2 separate regions of the Gossypium hirsutum genome follow, and region 1 is linked to region 2. Evidence: chromatin contacts called from public Hi-C data. All regions are on one chromosome and are shown on one strand. Each heading gives the region's core, a stretch centred on a gene start, on an enhancer-like site or on the middle of the called end of the contact. The rest is flanking DNA. Distances are from core to core; before and after follow the strand shown. Region 1 holds the start of LOC107934225 (protein SWEETIE). Region 2 overlaps LOC107934236 (transportin MOS14).

Region 1 (6,243 bases), core at 1,018-3,517, 120 kb before region 2:
TTTGTTAAGGGCGCAATGCACATTCAAAGGCACTAGACCCCTTATATTGCTAAAGGTTCTAAAGAAAGAACCACACACTTGAATGAAATAAGGTGCAATACGTGCATGCATGTGTATATACATATATATATAAGCCTAAGAAATATAATGCTGTTAATAAAACCCAAAGAGTGATCCACTTTTATCTTACAAAACAGGTCAGAATTTATTTTTTCTTTTTTTTTTTTTGGCCAATATGCTGATTAAAAACTCAAATATGAGAAATTAAGAGTTTGATATTATCCCTTCATTTTACAGCTAAAAGTACAGTTACTGGAAAAAATTAAACAAAAATAAAACAAATGCAATATGGCTTCAATCAAAAGGCTTTTTTGCACTTAATCGACTTAAGAAAGCATGCTTAGGTGCACCAGGTGTACACATGATCGACCAAAAGTGTCTGAAGCACTTTTTTTGTCTTATACTGCACCTAGGCATGCACCTTGACATCACTGCTTTTCTCTTTCAATAATTTCTCTGATATTTTCACATAAATTTTATGGCTTACAGTTGATAAATTGTATAAAAAAAATGCATATCAAAAGAATATACCTCATGATATTTCATCAGTTTTGTAGCAATAATAGTTGTTTCAAGCAAACCCGAAGTTATTCTTCTTCCAAAATGCTGATATAACTTGCCCAAACACTGTGCAGCACCTACAAATTCAAATCAAATGCTCATAACACAAGAAACAATCTATAATTCAAAAAATATCTATAGAGGAAAAAACAAATCCTCTTGAGATCATGAGAAGCAGTCTTTCAGTAAGAAAATTTTATGGCCTTCCCACCGCAAAAAGAAAAAAGGGACCAAATTTATTGATTATGAGCATTAACTTATAATGAAAGGGATTAAGAAAAATTAGCAAGAAATCAATAAAATTAGGGCTGAATAAACACGTAAGAAAGAAGATGGAGCTCTAGAAAATGTAGGTTTATAGAAAACCTCTAGTTTCTCTGTAGTAATTCAAAGAAATAATAAGAATAATAAAATTGCTGGCAGTAAAGCTTGCTTAGACTGGGATGAAAATAACAATGACGTACTTATTCCTTCATTGAATTTTAACAGCAAAGGCTGCTAACTTATTAAATCAGGATGAAAATAACAATAACATACTTATTCCTTAATTGAATATTAAGATTTTTTCAATTTCTAAGGTATTGCTAATACTAGCTTATTTGTTTTTGTTGAAAAGTATCCTTGTACCAAGGCAATATTGTAGTTACGAGGACATTCTGCCACTTCTAGTTAAAAAGAATGATCTAAGCACAATACAGTTTCTTGCAGCTTCACTAACCAGCAATTCTCTGCGGCTCACTCCGCTTCCCATCAGAAAGAAATCCTTGGAGACTACTGGCCCTTGAGTATATTGAAATGCTATCTCCTTTAGATATTATCCTTGCCATTGCTACCGATGCCAAGTGACGCACAGGACGTTTAGCACCAAGAATAAGCAAGGAATATAAGGCATCCTCACATTTTCTTTGCCACAACAAGATAGATTCCTGAAATTTAATATTTTCAAGTCAAGAAAATAAAACTCCACTCCAAAAGAATAAATTTTCAAAGTCACTAAAATCTAAGAACAAAAAACACTGGAACCCAAATGTCAGACCCCTTCTACTACATTTACATTGAACTTGGAACTAATAAGTACTTCAGTGAAGCAAGTGATTTATCTATATTAATCTGTATAATCACAATTCATTTTCATAATAAAGCTAACTATTGAATGATAAACGTGACACCTCGCCAATATTTCAAACCAGAACTAAATCGCTTCTTACCAAATTAAAATGCGGAAGTTTATAAGAAATTGCGAGTCAAATCTTCACAGACATGAACTTCACTAAATATCACACATAAACAAACAGAATAAATAACTAAAAGGGAACACGGTCTGACAGAATTCTACAATTAGTTTGTGTACTGAAATAGTAAAAGGTAGGATCTGGGAAAAAGGACCTTAGGCTCATCGTCGAGGGCAGTGAGGAGATCGGAGAGAAGATCAAAGCAAAGGAGAGGGTCGGGAGATTTCTGCGATGCGGATGCAACGATGGACTCAAGCTGAGCTACCAATACGCCGAAGCGTGAGAGAGGAACGTTCTCTCTCACGTAATTCATCCTAGTCATTTCTCTCTTCTTTTTTTCGGCAAGAAAGCCAGTGAATCTAATGAAAACTAATATCTACTCCAGTGGCTCCCTAAATGGAAACGAAGGTTCGGCTTTCGTTAATAATTTCAAGATTGTTTGTTTTGATTATTAAACGTTAAAAAATTATAATTTGGTGACTAATATTTTCAAATTAATCACTAAACTTTAAAAAATTATAATTTAATCATTAATATTTTTAAAATAATTTTTAAAATGGTTTGTTAAAGTCACTCACCGCTAAGTGAGTAATGGTGAAAAATATATAAATTCATAAAAAAATATATATTAGAGCTTGAGATGTAGTAACCCTAGCTTTCAGTGTAAGGTTAATGCCAAATCAATTTGCTTACTTTCCAATTTCTCCTTACCTTGATTTGCATCTCAAAATTTTAATTCAGACCGAAACCCAGTCACACTTGTTACCCGGTCCATTGTATTATATTTAATTCAGACCGAAACTCAATCACACTTGTTACCCGGTCCATTGTATTATATACATTTGAATAAGTCTCCTAATTTTACTAGAGTAATATTTCATTATTTCTAGTTGGGTTGTTGCTGGAAATTTGTAAATAGTTTTAGATTTAATTTGTTATCTTTTGAATATTTTATTTTGTAAGCTCGACTATATATATTCGTGACGATAAAGCATACGAATAAACCAAACAATTCTTCCATCAAATACTTCAACAATTAAATTTATTTTCTAACACGTTGCTGGTGCCTTTGTCGACTGTTTTACACCTTCCGAGCTGGATCGCTACAAGTTTTGGGGGCTTTCGGTGAGATTAGAGCACCTTTCGAAATAAATAACAACACTCGAAAGAAACTTCTCCTTAACACTGATCCAAGCAAAATGAAATAGAATAGTCGAGTGAATGAAATAAAACGCCTAAAAGTGGAAATTTAAAAGAGTGAAGGACTGGTATTGGGAAAAGATGGGCATGGAGTTTAAAAAGGCAAAGACAGAGCCCCTAATACCTGACAGAATATGAGACTTTGTTTTTTATTTTCATTTTAACGATTTCCGTTATGCATTTATAATTTTAAATTCTTTTATCTATTTTATGTATTTATTATATATTTATAATTTTATATATTTTCAGAATTTTCTTATTTATTTAAAAACAATTTTAAAACATTTTATCATTTTTATATAAAATTAGAGTCAATTGATAAAAAAATATAAAAGTTAAAAGATTAAATTTATTATTATACCTATAAAAAAATGATATGACCAAATAAAACAATTTTAAATTTTTTAATGATTGAATTGTATATTTTAAAGTTTAGTGACTGATAAAGTGAGAATATTCATGAAATAGGGAACAAAGATGAGATGATAATGAATCACATGAAAAGGAGGCAAAATTAGCCATATATGAAAAAAATATATTTTGTCAAACAGGTAGGTTTTCACACTTTTTCAAAATACGATTTATTTCTTTAAATTTTCAAAAAAATCAATTTAGCCTGAAAATGCGGTATATGTTATTTAAGAGAGGCTGCATCCCTTCATGATCCTCTATATTTTCATGGTGACAATACTCAATATATATACATAAAGGGAATCTGCCGTATTGCACCTTTCGTTTAAAGAACAAAAACCAAAGATAAGAAGTGCAATCCGTGCAAGAAACACATTTCGAAGAATAATTACAAAAGAACAATTGTCGACATAACTCCCTATTATGAACGTCATTGAAGAGATATTTGAAGATTCAAAATTTGGAACATTAGGACCCTTCCATGTTTAAACCTATAAATTAAATCGTAACTTTGACTAAAATTTAGTCCATCACTTCAATAATAGCTTTCATTTTTTTATAATTTCTTTCAAAATTTCACTCATTATTTTAGTTATTTCTGAATTACATTATCCATTTATTATCAAATTATCACACAATATTAAAGTAGACCCATAACAAAGTGTGTACAATTTAGTTTTTATGAAAACAAAATCTACTTAATTTCTATAAAAATAAATGAATGAGAAATCTTCAGTATAGTACGATTGGTTGGTAACATTCCGAATTTCTGTTCCATTGGATTTGGATGGACAACAATGGACTTTGAGGAGTTATATACAATGCATGGAATGAAATAAAAAAGAAAACAACACAGAAAAGAAGACTTGCATAAGTTAATCTACTCTACTCTAAAAAACAACATTTGGTTTAGATATCCCAAAATCTCAAACTGCAGTTCCAGATAGATCCATGATTTAATCAATGCACAAAGTATTTGCAACTATCGGAGATAGGACCATCATATATATAAATATGCATATAGATATTTGCCCTATAACACTGCAAAAGATGGAAGTTCCAAGGCAAGCATATGGATTAAAACGAATAAGTTGTACGTTGAATACTTGTATGCAAGACTCTGTGGCCAGCGCAGGAAATCGGAATGATCTTAGACTCTTGCAGATCCTCTGTGATTTTCCTGAAGCATGTATTCTTTCTTCATTTCTTCCAAGACAGCATCATTGGTGCTGCCAAAAAAAAAGAGAAACTGAGTTCTTTCAAATTACAGTAAATCAAAGCCTTTCCCATTATTTGCATCATGTGTCTGTTAATCTTCAAATTAACCACCAGACGTCATGGATATTATAAAAATATATAATTGTATGCAGTTTCCTTGATTCAAATTTCTCAACAAGTTCTTGAAGTAAGAAAGAAAAGGGAAACCGGAAAAACACAAAGTAACCATCATTCTAAATTAACTGCATGACTTTCCAGAATCCATACAACGATGGCAAATGTGAAACCTAACTGCTTTCAACTATACTGATTTGAGGAAGCAGACTATTCTTTTCATTTCTCGTTTCACCCCCAAGCAGCATCTTAGACTTGGGGGCCATATATTGACAATGACTACAAAGTTACACAAGACACTTAAGACATAGTAGGCAAAGAGTAACAATTGGCATGGATACTCAATGCCCAGGGCCCAAGCATCAGCAGTCAAACAGCCTTTAGGGCAGAAACCCACAGACCAAAAAAGTTTAAACTCAGGTGGCTGGTCTGGTGGGACTTAATCTCTTATATGGGCATTATCGTTCACGCTTATATCTAATGTGATCTGGGGTATCAGAATAAACCATCCAATTAGATTATTACAATTGCCCACTAGAATAGTATGGGGTCCTTTCATTATTTATAATTACCTTGAAGCTCTATTCATATAAATTTATAAATTAAGGAAAGTATAAGCAATCTAGACCTGTAAATAACTTAAACAATAAAATGTCCATAAACCAATTTGTTTCTATAGGGCAAGATATTTGTGCATTATAAAGTTTAAATTCTAAATCTCGCTGTCCTTGAAAGTTAAATTTAAGCTATGGTTTCAAACCTTCAAAGTCAATATCTGCTACTTGTTGTGCAGAAGATCGATGAACATATTTTTCATTATAGGTGGCTAACTTATTTCCAGGTTCCATCTCTAACCCATTTTTATGCAGTTTTTCTTTCTGAAAATAAAGCTCCCAATATTATAAGAATATAATGAAATCCATGCTACAATAATGGGTCAATGTATTACTGTAACCTAACTATTGCCCAAGCTAGGTTGCCAAAGATATATTGCTATAAATGTGTCAAATGCAAAGTAGGCAAAGGCTAACTACAAAAAGTTCTCAGGTTTTATGACATTAAATAAGTGTAATTCGGTCGTAATAAGGAATGTATGGAAAAATATTGAGAAAGTTATCTCGAGAAGTCCTATATGAAATATGCAGATTTTAAGGAATGAAGTAAACAGGATACAATTTTTTTCTAAAATGGGAATAAGCCATTTTATTTGTAGTTGAATGCCTAACTCTCACATTATTCATAATTATACCATCGTATAAGAGATTAAAGCCATTCTATTCTTTTCACTTCGTTAATAGCTTGATTAATGAATCAAAATGCAAAATCTCTTGAGATCACACAAATATGAACAGTCTAACTTAAGCCAAACTTGAACTTTACACTTCAAACTACCTATATGTTGTTATATACTAATATCGGATATCAACAAGCCTATCATATTCATCAG
Region 2 (6,205 bases), core at 1,547-4,046:
TTTTCCCTTTTCCTCAATTATCTACCAATTCTTGATTTATACAGTAAATTATTTCCAATTATCAGTTATAAATACCTTATAATAGCTTATATAATACATATAACATATTATTATCATTTTCACAATTTTTTTAAAATTTTTTGTTTTATTCAATTTAGTCCCTAAAACCAAAACTATTATATCTTTTACAATTAAGCTTCGATTTTCAATCCGATTTCATTTCCTTTTTTATGCAGCCCTCAACAATCAATATTTATAGAAATTTCACATCAAAATTAATATTATTTCATTTTAGTCCCTAAAGTCAAAATTAAAAAAAATTATTTTACAAATTGGTCCTATTTCATTTCTAAGCTTTAAAATCTACCATTAACATTCAAAAACTTCAAATAGCATCAATGAGAAACTTTTTAAACTTTTTCAATTTTAAAAACGAAAATGGAGGTACGAGTTAACCAAATTGAGTTACAACAGTTACAAAAATATAAAATTTACAAAAAAATGTGCTAGGTCTGAATTTACATGCAAGGGTCAAATGGTTTTGAATGTTCGAAGCTTTCTTCCTTTATTCAGAAATGGTGAAAACGGTGGAAAGGAGAAATGGAAAGATGATGACTTTTTTTTTTATGTTTTATTACCTTTAATTATTAGTAACATAATTTCAATTAAAAACATCCACTAACCTTCTAACCCTTTTAAAAGTGGTTTAATTGTGACTTATATCCTTACACATTCACTAATTAAACCATTTAACACTTAGAAATTAAACGTGATTAACTTTTTACGATTTAGTTTTTATACATTAGTTAACCCTTCAATCACTAAAATTTTCAGATCAAGATTAAAAATATCTATATAAAAACTCCATAAATATTTTAAATATTTACAATCTCAGTTTACGAAAATGAGATCCCTATACATTATTTTCCAAAATTACTAACTTTAGGGTCAAACTATTTGTACTATAGTTAACTGTCCAATTAACAAAATTATTAGAACAAAATTAAATATAACACTAATATTGACTCATAAGTACTAAATAATAATATTTACGGAGTCACTCGTTGAAATTGGGATCTCGAAACTATTGTTTCCGACACCACTAAAAGTCGGGTTATTACAACAACCAAGATGACAATAGAACCTTAGACTGCAATGGGTTGGTTGGCTAAGCAATAGGCCAGGCTTGCCGGCTTCAACTGTGAGTCCTTGAAAAGTCCATTTTATGGATAGCTTTAGCCATTAGAATATCCATTGAACTTCCTACATCCATTAATATCTTTTTGACTTGAAACGAAGAAATGGTGGCGAAAATCGCTAGGGGGGCATCTCCCTCTACATCAATGACCCGCTCATCATGCTCAGAAAACTTCAATTGCCATGGAGAAGGCCTGGGGTTTTTCACAGAGACTGCTATAGACATTATGCTTCTAAGATGTGCGTTCTGTTTGGAATTAGAGGTTACCCATTCTACATGCTTGCTTCCAACTAGTATATCAATTATGTCCCTAACAAGATGTTTACCCTTATCATCTCGACGTAGTCCGGATAGCCTTGCTTCTTCATCATAAGTCATGTTCAGTTGATATGGTTCCTAGGGCAGCTATTGTTTTAATTGCCCTTTTCGGATTGCCAATTCTATTATGTTCTTCAAATGTACAAAATGCTTTGTGTGGTGCTTAAGAGCATTGTAATATATATAGTGATGGTTTGAGTTATTGCGATCCTGGCTAGGTGTTAGCTGGGGTGGCATTTACAAAATACCTTGGTACTCGATCTGATCGAATATCTGGGCTAGAGAGCAGGTGAGTTCATGGTAAGTTCTATATTGATTGTAAGGTGCCCGGAACCTTTGATCTTAGCCAACCTTGTTCCCCTGGATGGGTCCTGAACAGTCAGAGGCATGGACATTATTAACCCTTTGTCGATCTCTCTGATTTGAAGGGTTGTATTGCCTATGCTCCATGTTGCCTACCCTAGAATGGGTCATTGGCTGCTGATAGCCTTGAGAACGTTGTGGAGGGGAACGACGCGGAGGATTAGACTGCTGGATGGTGGACACAAAAGAGTTGGCACGAGCTCTTTCTACTTCATCACCTTTCAAAAATTTGTGAACCATTTCATACAACGCGGATAAATTGCTCGGTTGATTCCCAATAATGATGTACCTCAAATGTTGGTGGGTGGCCCCGACAGCAAAGGAGTGGATGACCCCTTAATCTGTAACCCCCCATTGTTATCATAGTGGTTGCACTGAAACTACGAACATAATCTCGGAGGGATTCATTCACCCCTTGGCATATGGTCATCAGATAAGCGGGAGACTGTTGAAGTGTTTTGTTGGCCAGGAAGCAGCTCATTAATTGCCCATGTAATTGCTCGAAGGAGTGAATGGATCCTCAAGTACTGATAGGTACCACTGTCGAGCCGTTTGAGAGAGGGTCATGAAGAATGCTCTAGACATGATACTGTTAAAGGCCCTAAGAATTTTCATGTGATTGTTATAACGAGCTAAGTGGCCTTCTAGGTCTCTTGAGCCATTGAATATGAATTTCGGGAACATGAAAGAAGCTAAGATATGATTGGCTAATACCTCAGGAACGAGTGGCTCACTGGAATAGTTCCAAATGGATTCATCTACTTTGCCTCCATTTCCTATAGCATTTTTATATTGAATGCCTTGAGTCGCTCCACCGAGGAAGCGTTGTTGTTGCCTTGAGTATTCTGGGACACGACCGACTGGTTGCTATTTTCTGGTGGGTCATTCGGATTGTGACGTTCATGATCCATGTGGACTATGGATTGAGCTTCATTGCCCAAATGGGTAGGGTCGTCCCACCTGGGGACCTCTCGAGCTGCCCACAGCTTGTCAATCAACTGCTCATTTTAAAATTAAATTAGGACCAAATTGCTATTTGAACTAGAAATGAATTAGTTTTAATCTAACTAAGACTTAACTCAAATTATTATACACCAAATTAATTTAATTATATATCTAAACTATATCTAAATTATATCCAACAACCCAATGCAATCCTAAGATATCCTAAATTAATTAAAGGCATTCGATAAATCATTGAATTTGTTTTTCATTGAAAAGAAATTTTTAACATTTAATTTTTATGAGTTTGATAACCATCATAATTTTTTATTTAATTCAAAATTTTCAAAAAAAATAGTTGAATGAATTAAGTAAATAAATAACTATTTATCACTTAAAAGTTGAAAAGATTAAAAAAATTATATTCAAAATAAATTATCTTGTTAGTTTTGTTAGTAAAATATTCAAATTCTTATATTTAATTTCTATCCAAAATCTCTAAAATAATATAAATTATTACATCAATAACATTAAAATTATGAAATAAATAATTTTCGAAAATTAAGATTTATTATTATTAAACAACATTATATGTGGTACTTAATTTTATTAGGGTAAACTACATTTGTGATTGCCCAACTATCAATAAATTTCTTTTTGGTCATTCAACTATAAAAAGTTACAAAGTTATTGCCTTAGCTACCCAACTATTTCAAGTGTTTTCATTTTTACGTCTGTTAGTGATAAAAAAATATTCAAGAGTTATGTAACCATTCTATAACTCTTGATAGTTGGGTGATCAAGAAAGAAATTTATCAATAATTAAGCAACCACTTTGTAACTTTTTATAATTAGATAACAAAAAAATTCTAATAAGTGTATTTTACACTTTTTATTAACACAACAAATTTATAATATAAATTTAAAACCTATAAAATTTTGTATTAGAAAATGTTCAACACTTAACCTTTTAGTTTATCAAATAATACTCAACTTAATTTAATTAATTAGTTTATAACATTAATCCAAAACATATAATTAACTATCCTAGAGTAAATGTCAATCTAATAATAACTTATCTTTAAATTAATTCAGCAAACCGAGATTAATTAGATAATGAAAAATTGATCCCTCAATTTATAATGTTTCTTATTTCAGTATCTATATTTTTTGGTAAAAAATCAGGAAAATGAGAGAATCGTACAAGTCACCGAGCGGTCCAAGGCGATTTTCGAATGTCCGACTTTTTAATCATTGGATATAAGAATTGTTTCAGATCTAAAGCTGATTATAAAATGATTGGTTGTAAGGATACAATAATAATGCATGGCGAAGAAGATCGTTCTGGTGTACTTAACATGCAGAGAAACATGCAAATGCAGAAAAAAATCCGTCTTTCACCTTCTAACCATTACAAAACTAAACTTACAACACTGTATACCAACACCAAGGCCTTTTCACCCAAAATTAAAATAAATAATAATTGAAAGCCAGTGCATTCGAGACGACTGGGAGCACCCCATATCTCGAGCAGAAGAAGATACAACAGCCCATTCTCTCCCTATTGTGAAACAAATAAATGCCCAACACTCACCTCAAAGACAGTTGGAAAATTGACCAATGATGATAGATACAAAATCAAGAATGAACCAAAACAGCAAATAGCGGATCGAATTATTCATTCGGCTGCTAAAGCAAGATGAGGCCTCAGAAAAACAGCCCCCTCCACTACTATTTCTTTATTTCTTTCCACTATGGTACAGGTACCAGATTCAACTCAAGTGGCTTTAGTGCTCCTTGCACAATCTCTTGAACTGTTCGATTACGACGACAAACATCAGATAACTCTTCAACAGGGATCATCAGGACATTGACATCAGCTCCGGAGGCAGCATCTGACAAAGCTTGCAAAAATCTTATGCGTTCTACCTCCTTGACAGCAGCCAATGGGATCAATGAAACACTTTCCTTAGCCCACTCCAGAGCTTGCATCCCATATGCTCGAGTTAGTGCTAGAAGTGCATATGCTACCTGAAGTAGTGAAAGGCCCCCACAAAATTCATCGTGTAAGATACTACTTCAGGCAATAGAGGTTTAAACTTATTCTGCTAATTAATCATTTGAAGGTCAATGCGCATAAAATATGGAGAATACAACAAATGTAGTAGAAGCTACCGTCTCTAATCGAGAACTTGGGAGTGCTCCAGTTAGGGAAGCCACCAGGATTCTAGTAATGGTAGCTCCTCGCGGAATAATGACACTATCCCTTATGGATAAAAATTGTTCTCCCTTGCTAGACTTCGCAAGATCAAAGATATCAGACAAGAAGGTCAAGATGGAATTGGAGGCCTCTCTGCAAAAAAAATATAATTAGGCGATAGATTTCTAGAACATTTAATAATAAATCATTAATTACCTTCAATCATAATTAATGATAATTACATTTTGGGATATACCAATATAATCTTTCTTTTCTTTCTTTGAACATCTGAAAATCCTATTTATTATCCAATACCAGTTTTCTTCTTCTCTCTCTCTCTCTCTCTCAATATAGATGAATTATTATTCTATCCACTGGCGGCGGATTTTTTAACTTCTCAAGCAAGATTAAGAAACCACCAAGTGTCTATTTTGGTTATTTTTATCTTTTTTTTTTAAGTTCCCTTTCGGTTAATTTTTATCTTTCTAAATGTAATACAAGGGCACATGTCGGATTTGTAGAATTAAAAAACTTCTACTTACAAGTGTATAGGATACTGATCATATATATTTACACTATACGAGTGTATAGTTTCTCTTTGTCAATGAAAAAGGAAAGATAAATAAAAGTATGTTTTAATCTTAGCTGTATATTTAATTTTGATCTAAGGGTTAGATACAAGTGTAGAACTCTTTAGTATTACATTAGTGTAATTGGATCTCTGGATCCCTTTCATACATTATATATGTGTGTATATTTATATATAGAGAGAGAGAGATACACATATTTAACTAATGAAATTTTTAAATCAAACAATTAGTTAGATAATTTTAATTTACTCAAAAATTGAGGTGCATGATCTACATATGAAATAAAATGATTGTGTTAAATAAATATAAAATTGTGTAAAAAATACAAAAAGAAAGTAAAACTAACCAGTATTAAGTGAATCATTCCTCATACACACACATACAGATGTCATTAAGAAAAAACTTTCATGCTTAAAAAAGTTGGGTAAGGTTTAAAATGTCAATATAGAAGCCCAAAAGTCAAAGGCTTCTCCTATATCCAAGTGCTGAATAAAAAGAAAGATATTCAAGTCAAGTCAGACTGGAGTAAGCACGTATCTTAAGAACATTCTGATTACAGGCTAATAATGTGAGCAAAAAAACATTGTGACGCCA

The links. A called contact is a pair of places that touch in the nucleus more often than the background predicts.
Region 1: a Hi-C map of leaf shows a contact between it and region 2, with 1.9 times the contacts expected there. The contact joins the promoter of LOC107934225 here to the enhancer-like site in region 2. A contact is called at or near these places in 5 of 34 Hi-C or Micro-C datasets (callus and leaf).

Annotation. Positions count from the first base shown.
Region 1 is chrA07:10,262,343-10,268,585 of Gossypium_hirsutum_v2.1, reverse strand. LOC107934225 (protein SWEETIE) reads right to left here and starts at 2,267. Exons shown (of 48, transcript XM_041117547.1): 1 at 2,008-2,267; 2 at 1,340-1,547; 3 at 592-698. The coding sequence starts at 2,175. LOC107934213 reads right to left here. Exons shown (of 3, transcript XM_016866591.2): 3 at 4,356-4,693. The coding sequence ends at 4,615.
Region 2 is chrA07:10,139,107-10,145,311 of Gossypium_hirsutum_v2.1, reverse strand. It overlaps LOC107934236 (transportin MOS14), which reads right to left. Exons shown (of 27, transcript XM_016866612.2): 26 at 4,997-5,174; 27 at 4,199-4,852. The coding sequence ends at 4,574. Among protein-coding and RNA genes, the nearest start is that of LOC107934236, 19 kb to the right of the region's middle. Within about 2 kb of position 2,796, at least 7 of the 9 cell types and tissues checked have an H3K27ac peak or open chromatin away from gene starts, as enhancers often do. A contact at or near this core is called in leaf, where this site is marked.